3 separate regions of the Mus musculus genome follow, and regions 1 and 3 are each linked to region 2. Evidence: chromatin contacts called from public Hi-C data. All regions are on one chromosome and are shown on one strand. The core of a region is the stretch at or near the end of the contact, and the rest is flanking DNA. Distances in the headings are between cores, read along the strand shown.

Evidence for each region. A called contact is a pair of places that touch in the nucleus more often than the background predicts.
Region 1: a contact with region 2 is called in a Hi-C map of uterus, with 2.8 times the contacts expected there. The contact joins two enhancer-like sites. A contact is called at or near these places in 4 of 484 Hi-C or Micro-C datasets (cardiomyocytes, cerebral cortex, cortical neurons and 1 more) and 1 of 9 other capture datasets (embryonic stem cells).
Region 3: a contact with region 2 is called in a Hi-C map of uterus, with 5 times the contacts expected there. The contact joins two enhancer-like sites. A contact is called at or near these places in 2 of 484 Hi-C or Micro-C datasets (nephron progenitors and uterus) and 1 of 9 other capture datasets (embryonic stem cells).

The regions. Positions count from the first base shown.
Region 1 is chr9:116,806,576-116,809,518 of GRCm38.p6, forward strand. The region is part of intron 5 of Rbms3 (RNA binding motif, single stranded interacting protein); the gene reads right to left. Among named protein-coding and RNA genes, the nearest start is that of Gm39449, 280 kb to the left of the region's middle. Within about 2 kb of position 1,311, at least 88 of the 459 cell types and tissues checked have an H3K27ac peak or open chromatin away from gene starts, as enhancers often do. A contact at or near this core is called in uterus, where this site is marked.
Region 2 is chr9:116,423,860-116,426,579 of GRCm38.p6, forward strand. No RefSeq gene overlaps it. Among named protein-coding and RNA genes, the nearest start is that of Gm31559, 32 kb to the left of the region's middle. Within about 2 kb of position 1,387, at least 7 of the 459 cell types and tissues checked have an H3K27ac peak or open chromatin away from gene starts, as enhancers often do. A contact at or near this core is called in uterus, where this site is marked.
Region 3 is chr9:116,871,540-116,874,371 of GRCm38.p6, forward strand. All of the region lies in intron 4 of Rbms3 (RNA binding motif, single stranded interacting protein), which reads right to left. Among named protein-coding and RNA genes, the nearest start is that of Gm39452, 320 kb to the right of the region's middle. Within about 2 kb of position 1,567, at least 94 of the 459 cell types and tissues checked have an H3K27ac peak or open chromatin away from gene starts, as enhancers often do. A contact at or near this core is called in uterus, where this site is marked.

The DNA of each region.
Region 1 (2,943 bases), core at 61-2,560, 380 kb after region 2:
ATTCCCCCAGAGCTGGAGTTACAGGTGGCTGTGATCCACCCCAGGTGGCTGCTGGGAACTGAATTCATGTTCTCTGGAAGAGCAATACATGCTCATAATTACAGACTCATCCCTCCAACCCCATAATTGAAAATTTAAATATAATAAATATGTAAATTTAAATATATAAATACAGAGCAAGAAAGAGAAAATTTCATCCATTATTTAATGAGAGGAACCCTTAAACTATATGCTTCCTGTTTCTATAAGGTTTTTTTGTTTTGTTTTGTTTTTTTTTAAACTTCCATTTCTAGGAAGAAAGCAATTCTAATTCTGTTTCCCTATCTTCCCACATGAGATCTACTCACTGTTACCTCTTTGAAGAAAAGCTTCATCCTGGGTAGACACATGAATGGGAGAGGAAATGGGAGCCCTTAACTCCCACAGACGGTATATTAAGGGCATTTCATTCTTGGAGTTAAAGACAGAAGGCTCGTGCCTGGAGAGTCCCTTCTCTGTAAAGTCTCTCACTGAGCTCACGCAGATAACAGACAAAGGAGACTAAATGCTGCTTGCAAACCCCCCACAAATCAAATCCTTTCTCTTTGTCCTAAAATGACATGTAATTCTAAACGAAGACCAAACATAGCTGAAGGTTGCAATGTGCAATTGCTGATTTGGGGAATACAGAACAAGCTAAAAAGAAAATGGGCTGCTATCCACTCCACGTGCACAGCCAGCCTATTTTTACTCCGGTTTGAAAGTTTCAAGTCTCCCTTCTGGGTTCTAAATAGGATCATCTTTCCTTAAAGCCATTTTCTAGCTGTGGCGGGCCTGATGAGGGGCTCTTTCTAGGAACACAAAGGTAGCCGTGGAGATGGCTTGCTTTGGGTTCATTCAGATCTAACTAAGTAGATGTCTGCTGTGAGCCATTAGAGATTCTTTGAGAGAGTAAATGCAATGAACGACTTTTCTGTGACTGTCAGCTTGCAGCATCAAAGCATGGTACATTGTATCACTCAGCAGTGACAATTTCATTTGGATACACGGGGCCACACCTGATCATTGCAAAGCTGCCCCAGCAACACTGGCTCGGTGCCTCCAGGAGCTGACAAAGAGGCAGAGCCAATGTTCTGGAAACGGAACAAAAGTGAGACCTGTAGGTGAATACCCGTATTAGCCAGAACATGCCTATTTTCCTCTCAAGTTTCACAATTAAGTGCTCGGTGCAGCTGCCAGCTGAAGCTCTCTGAAATCTGGCCCATGCAAGGCTTGAAGCTGACAGGAGTGCTCTCAAGTCCCCACTGGCAGCAGCTGCCTTTACAGGCCCCTTGCAGCCATCCTGGCTCAGCACAGTGCCTCCATTCTTCTAGAAAGTAGCTGAGCCCTTCTGTGCCCTGCAGAACAGCGCCTGGGTGGGGTCAACCCTTCATCGGACAATGCGTTAACCGCTCTTAGGAGGCGCCAGGCATGGGGTAAAGCTTCAGGGGGCTTTTTAGGTCTGCTGTTTGAATGTAAACACATGTTCAAGGGTGTGTTTCTTTCTTGCCTCATGACTTATAACTGCTGGCTTCAGTCATTTGAAACACACTAAAGGATTCCGTTGTTGCTGCTGCTACAGCTGCCTCTCCCTCCAACTCTTCTTCCTTCTCTCTACCCACCTCCCCTCCTTCTCTTCCTCCTCCTCCCTCTCTTCCTCCTCATAAGTCTTATTCCTCCTCTTCCTCTTCTTCTCAACAACTACTACTGAGGAGGGAAACTGATATTATAGCTCACACAATTCACAGTCAAACTAAAACACACAAGAACCTGCTCCAGCACCGGTAGAATGTTCTGGATCAGGCTTGACACACAGAGGAAGGAAGTCTTGTGGAAACCCATGTTCAGCTAAACTCTCACCTCAACAGAGTCCTCTCAGGTCACGATCTGAAAGCTCTAAGCATTATAAGCCATGGATTTAAAAACAAATCCACTCCATTGTCACATGCTAGGCTTAATTAGAGGTTTCCGCTCTTGTGAAATGTTTGGTGTTTTGCAATCACAGGCACTGGATAAACTATTGGTGACATGGAGGAGCATCCAACTTTAGGAGCCAAACATCCTCATTTCTGGTAAGATTTACGCAAAGTGTCAAAGCTATCAGAGGAATTTTAATGACTAAAATGTGTGCTCTTTCTAGCATTTCAAAATTAAATGACGTCATTTGCTTCTTAACCCATTGCAGCATAGAATGCAATAGTGAGTCCCCAGGACAAGGGAAATTTTTAATTAATTAATTAACTAATTAATTAATTAATTAATTTTTACACTCCAGATTTTATCCCCTGCCCCTGTTCACCCTCCGACTGCTCCACATCCCGAACCTCCTCCCCACTCCCCACCCGTCTCCATGAGGACGTATGTCCCCACCCCCACCCCACCTGACCTCTAAAATCCCTGGGGCCTCCAGTCTCTTGAGGGTTAGGTGCATCATCTCTGATTGAACACAGAACCAAAAATATTCTTTTTAAAAAATCTGTTTTAGGTTTGTGCCTCTGTGTGTGTGTGTGTGTGTGTGTGTGTGTGTGTGTGTATGTGCACAGCATATGCATGTACACATACACACTCACATGTGCACTCATGGCACTCATATGGTAAAGGTTAGTCATCAAGAGACATTCCTCAGGCACCATCTATCTTCTCTTAGAGACAGAATCTACCCACCAAGTAGGCTAGGCTGACTGGCAACTTGCTCTCTTCCAGTTAATTGGGCACCATTCTCAGGACACATAACAAACAGTAAAGCAAACCCTGCTAGCTCCCCCTGCACACTCCACAACATCTTGGCGGTTCAGCATTTACGACTCACTCCTCTCGGCAATGTGCCTGTGGGCACTGCTTGGCATTGAAAGCTGTCTGGTTTTACTGTGCTGGGGATGATGCATGGGGCGTCAGACATGCTAAGAAAAGGCTTTGCCAGTGAGC
Region 2 (2,720 bases), core at 137-2,636:
AGCCCAGGGCCTGCCTGGGCTACTTGAGACCATGTGTTAATAAAATAAAATAATTACGTGGAAAGAAACCTAAAGTATCACATATTCCATACAGCATTTCATTGCTGATTCTGTTCCTCTCCAGTCGAAGTTGCTGCACTGCAGTGGGATTTAGCCTTTGTAGAACACACAGCACACATCTCTGTTCGCAAGCATTTTAGACCTTGATTGACGGGACCGTGGGAATCATTTTGTGGCTAATTTTTGCATCTCTAGTCTTTAGCACAGTGACAGTTTCTTGTTTAATTTTCAGTGACTATTCTAGAACAACGCATGATAATTAAAGCCCTTAGCAGGATCTATCAGAGATTTTTACGTTAGAGAGCCCATGATCTATTGAGGAAGATTCATCAGCCAGTGGTATAACACAATGAATTTCATGGTATAATATGTACAGGCGATAACAAGGGGCAATCACATCCTGTAGGCTAGCTCTGGGGAAGGCTCCTGAGGAGCAGAGATAGCGGGAATGCACCTTGAAGGGTCAAGGAGAATTTACCCAGAGATGGGAGTGGAGGACACAGCCAGCTGCAGAAACAGACTTTAAATATAGACAGAGCGCTCAAAGACAACCAGTGCGTGTCAGAGAGCGCCTAGCCCTGGAGTGGTGGAGCCAGAGCCAGAAGAGAAACCTGGGCAGGAAATCTGAGCCAAACTGGAAAGTTTGATATGCTGTGCTAAGAAGGTTGAGTTTTGTTCCTTCTTGGTGGCTTTAAGCAGAGAAATGACAGGATCTGTATTTCTAAAATGCCAGTGGCCGTATACAAAACTGGATTCTCAAGGAAGCAAGTGAGTAGGGGCCACTTGCAAATGCAATGTGCTGAGATAATGGGGAAGTGAGGGGGGGGGTTGTGCTGAAGGAGAGGGAGGGAGGGAGGGATGGAGGGAAGGAGGCAGGGAGGGAGGGAAGGGAGGGAGGGAGGACCACACATCCCTGAGGAACCTTCTAGGTAGGCACAGATAGAATGGGGAGGCAGACTGGAGAGTCTCTGTACACTCACAGTATCAACTCCTTCTTGCAGTTTGGAGTTTGTTTAATTGTTTGTATAATCCAAGGTGGCCTTGAATGTTCATTTATCATTTTTTAAAGGAGAAGCATATGTCTGTCTTTGAATTTGGGACTCTCATTAATCAGTGGAACCATCCCTGCGCGTTCCCTGACTTCTGTCTATGGTCTTTATGGGCGCTCAGACCCCTGCGCTCTCATCACTGAGGAGAACGGCCATTGACTGTCTTCTCAGAGCTCATCTGAATTAACTTTATATCCCTTTGTAAAGGATGAGGCCAGGGTAGAGAAGCAGCCGAGAGGCGGCCTGAGAGGCAGGTCCTCATTGGCTCCTTGTTCTTCCAAGTGAGCAATTTGCCTCTTTAGAGACTCCCAGGCATGAGTCAGAGCTCTTCCCGAATCACAGTTCTCAAGAGAATGTTTCCACATGACCAAAACACAAAACAAACAAAAAGCAAAACAACAAAAGCAACAACAACAACAACAAAAACCTAGAAACAAAAAAGCAAAACCAAAACCTAAAAAATCCAAACCCGAAACAAGAAGCTCAGCAGAGGAGAAACGAACAAACTTCTGTGACAGGAGAGGAAGGGCCAGCAAAACTGTGGTCTTTGACAGCATTTGTGAGCATAGGTCACACAGCGCCACATAAAGCTAGACATAGATGTGTCTGGGAAGAGAGAATCTCGACTGGGGAATTTCTTCCATCACGTGAGTCTGTCTACAGCGCCTTTTATCACTTAGTACTTGTGGTGGCACACGCCTTTAATCCCAGCACTTGGGAGGCAGAGGCAGGCGGATTTCTGAGTTCAAGGTCAGCCTGGTCTACAAAGTGAGTTCCAGGACAGCCAGAGCTACACAGAGAAACTCTGTCTCGAAAATCAAAAACAAAAACAAAACAAAACAACAACAACAAAATCACTTAGTACTTGATGCAAGCGGTCCCAGCTGAGCGTGGGTACAGGACTCCTAGGCAGGTAGACCTGGCCTGTATAAGAAAGATAGCTAAGCATAGGGGAGGCCTGCCAGGGAGCGCTCCTCCATGGTCTCTGCTTCAGTTCCTGCCTCTAGCTCCTGCCTTGACTTCCCTCAGTGACAGACAAAGACTGAAAGCAGAAGATGAAATAAACCATTTCATCCCCAGATTGTTTCCGGTCCCGGTGTTTTTGACAACAGCAGAAAAGCCAGCAAGGACAGCATCAGAACAACTGCTTAAAAATCAACAGAAACGGATCCTTACTTTCATCTCTACTTCTAAAATGCTATAAATTGAAATATGTAAACTTTAAATGTTTAAATAGCCCCGGTAAGATCACCCTATCATTTAAGTAGACAACTGTTGCTTCTTGCCCAACTAGAATTAAGAAGCTCCAAAAATTTCAGAGAGGCAAGAGTCTCTTTCTCCGGTACAAGAAAGAGACATTTAACTGTGGCCTTCCAGCATCTTCCCACTTTGGCTGCTTCTTTGGAAATAAAAATTTTATTCCCCTGATAATTTTGTGCCGAGTGGTGATTGTCAAGACATCGGCCAACAGGTGGCGCTGCAGGTCCGTGTCAACGTAATTACGAGGCGCCTCTGGTTTTGTATAGAAACAGAAAATCCACCTGTCCTCCACAGGAAATCACAGGGTCTCCTGGAATAGCCTAAAAGGCTTCCAATAAATATAAACCCCAA
Region 3 (2,832 bases), core at 317-2,816, 450 kb after region 2:
GCAGAAGCCACACTTACATTGGCTATTGTGGTAGTCAGTCCACTGTCAGCTTGACAGAAACTAGAAGGTCCTGGAAGATGAGCCTCTTAGGCATGTCTGTGGGGTTATCTTGCTTGTATTCACTGATGTAAAGAGCTCTGCCCACTGTGGGCGACACCATCCCCTGGCTGGGATCCTGGACTATGCAAGAGAGGAAGGGAGTCAGCAGCAGCCTGCATCACTCTCTGCCTCCTGACCGTGCGTGTGATGAGAGCAGCTGCTTCTGTCTCCTGACACCTTGATTTCCCTGCCTTGATGGGCTGTCAGTGTAAATAAAGCCTTTCTCTATTAAGTTGTTTTGGCAGGACGTTTTTATCATAACTGTTTGTGATGGGAAATGACAGGGACCGAGACTCTCCTTCTGGAAGAGAAAATGGACTTCATTGTTTGGGGGGGGGGAGGGATATTTAATAGAGATTAAATGGCAACCTAAGCTTCACCTTAAATATATTAAGTTGGGGTGTGCCATATTGAAAGTAGTACAGTTATCTGTATACAAATATTGATTAAAAATTACCACTGAAAGCTAGAAGAGTTGTGTGCACACACATACATGTGTGCACACATAGCACATACACCATACAGGAATTAAAACGATAAGAAAACAAAATAAAAGAGTAGGGCTCCATTAACTGAAGAGTGTTTCACTAGTCAGGAAACATTGGGAGCAAGAATCCTCATTTCAGACTCTGCAGAGCTCACAAGGAAGAGGGTATCGGTGAATGAGGCCGCTGTCAGACACCCTCTTCATTCACGCCGTAAATCACAAACATTAGACGTTGGCAGTTTATATTTTGGTTGTGATCTTTGACAACCTTTTATTTCTATCTAACAGAAAACTGATGAATGAAACAAAGCTTCCACGAAAATCTAAGCATCCTGTAGCTCTGTGAGGACAACTCCCTACCCAGATAGAAATGCGCCAGGAAGGACAAGTGAGCTGTTTCAGCAGGGAAGGCTCGTGGCACCCGGTCAGAGGACCTGAGTTCAGGAGCAGAATCCATGTGATAAAAGGAGAGGACTAAATGCTGCCGATTGTCCTCTGACCTCCACATGTCTGTCTGTCTATCTGTCTGTCTGTCTGTCTGTCTGTCTCTCTCTCTCTCACACACACACACACACACACACACACACACACAGAGAGAGAGAGAGAGAGAGAGAGAGAGAGAGAGAGAGAGAGAAACTTAGTGGTAGTAGAAAAAAATCATAAAAATAAAATTTGAATATTCTTTCTAACATCTGAGACAAGCTTTACTTTCTTTAACTCCTGACTTCATCCTGATTGCACTAAATATATCCTAATCTGGAATATTCTAAACAGAAAATGAAGAACACTCATGTGTGCATAGTCAACTAGTTCCTCACCACAGAGTACCCTGTGGCCCATTTTGTGACTCCCCTGCTCATGTCTTTCTCAGAATAAAATTAACTTTTCTAGAGATCTCGTCGTCTCTGAAGGAACAAAGGTCCTACATGTCTGACTGACACCAAACCCATCAAGGCAGTAGATCTGGGAAGAAGTTGGCTCATGAAACCGCTTAGTCATTCCCATTCAACCCTCCGACGCTCAGTGTGAGCTGCCAAGAAGCCGTATCATGAAAAGCTAATTTGGCTCTTGAAGATAGCATGTTTTCACAAAGTGATAAGAAGGAGAAGTTGAGCTGGGTTCAGACAGGCTGTCTCTGTTCTCAGAAATATTGTCTGCTGTTTTATCAGCCGCTACATTCCACAGCAAGAGATGAAATACGACATTCTCTCCCTCCAAGGGTGGGGCATGCTTCTATGCGTGCATGTCTGTGTGTATGTGCGCGCGTGCATGCGTGCGTGCGTGCGTGCGTGCGTGCGTGCGTGCGTGCGTGCGTGTGTGCGTGTGTGTGTGTGTGTGTGTGTGTGTCCTTACTGCACAAGTTTGGTTCAGTCAGCAGTTGACACAGAATCCTGCCTCTGGACACATCCCTTGAACCTTCAGCCTCTGCTGAAACATTTCCTTTCTCCTGGCTTTCATCTGAGTTTCTCTCTTCTCCACCCCACTTATTCCCCTTGGCTGCTGTTCAGTTTGGTCATACATTTTCCAGGATGCAATCTTTAAGGGATCCTGCCATGTGAACTGAACTTACTCTATTCCCAGCATTCCCCGTGCTCTTCTGTCCCCCTCGGGGAAACATGATAACCTTTGTTTTCGAAAATACCCCTGCCTTGTGTGTATATTTGCTTTGAAAGTTGAGTCTTTGAACAGGATCTGGAGCCGGCCGGCTCACACTTAGGGAGAGATCACAAGACGCTACAAGGAACCAGACAGATTATCTTGCCATCTGCTGAGGGGTTCTAAAGGAAGTGGGGCAGTTAAAGATGAAAGCGAAGCTGAGCTCCTCGCCCCACTGTTCAACCCCCACATGCCAGGAATAATCTTGACCGACCCCAAACCTGTTGGTTGGCCTCTTAGAGAAAAGCAATAAAGTTGAACTGAGTTCCGTTACCCTGCATTAGCTGTGATCCAAATATCTAGCCATTTACAATTTGACACTTTCATAGGAGTGGTGACTCATTCCTGGAGCATATCAGCCTTAAAGCAAATAGCCACATGAAGTTCAGAATACCAGAATAGGCCAGTGGCTTCCCTATTCTCTCTCCCCACTGCCCTGTACATTCAGGTGTTATTTCTGCTACATTATGTCCCTTGAAGATGCTGGTTACTGAAAGAGGCCAGAGACTTTTACAACCTAAAGAAGCAAGCAGGCCATGCTCTCCCTCTCTCGCCACCTTTCTCTCCTTTCTTCTTTCTCTTTCTCTCTG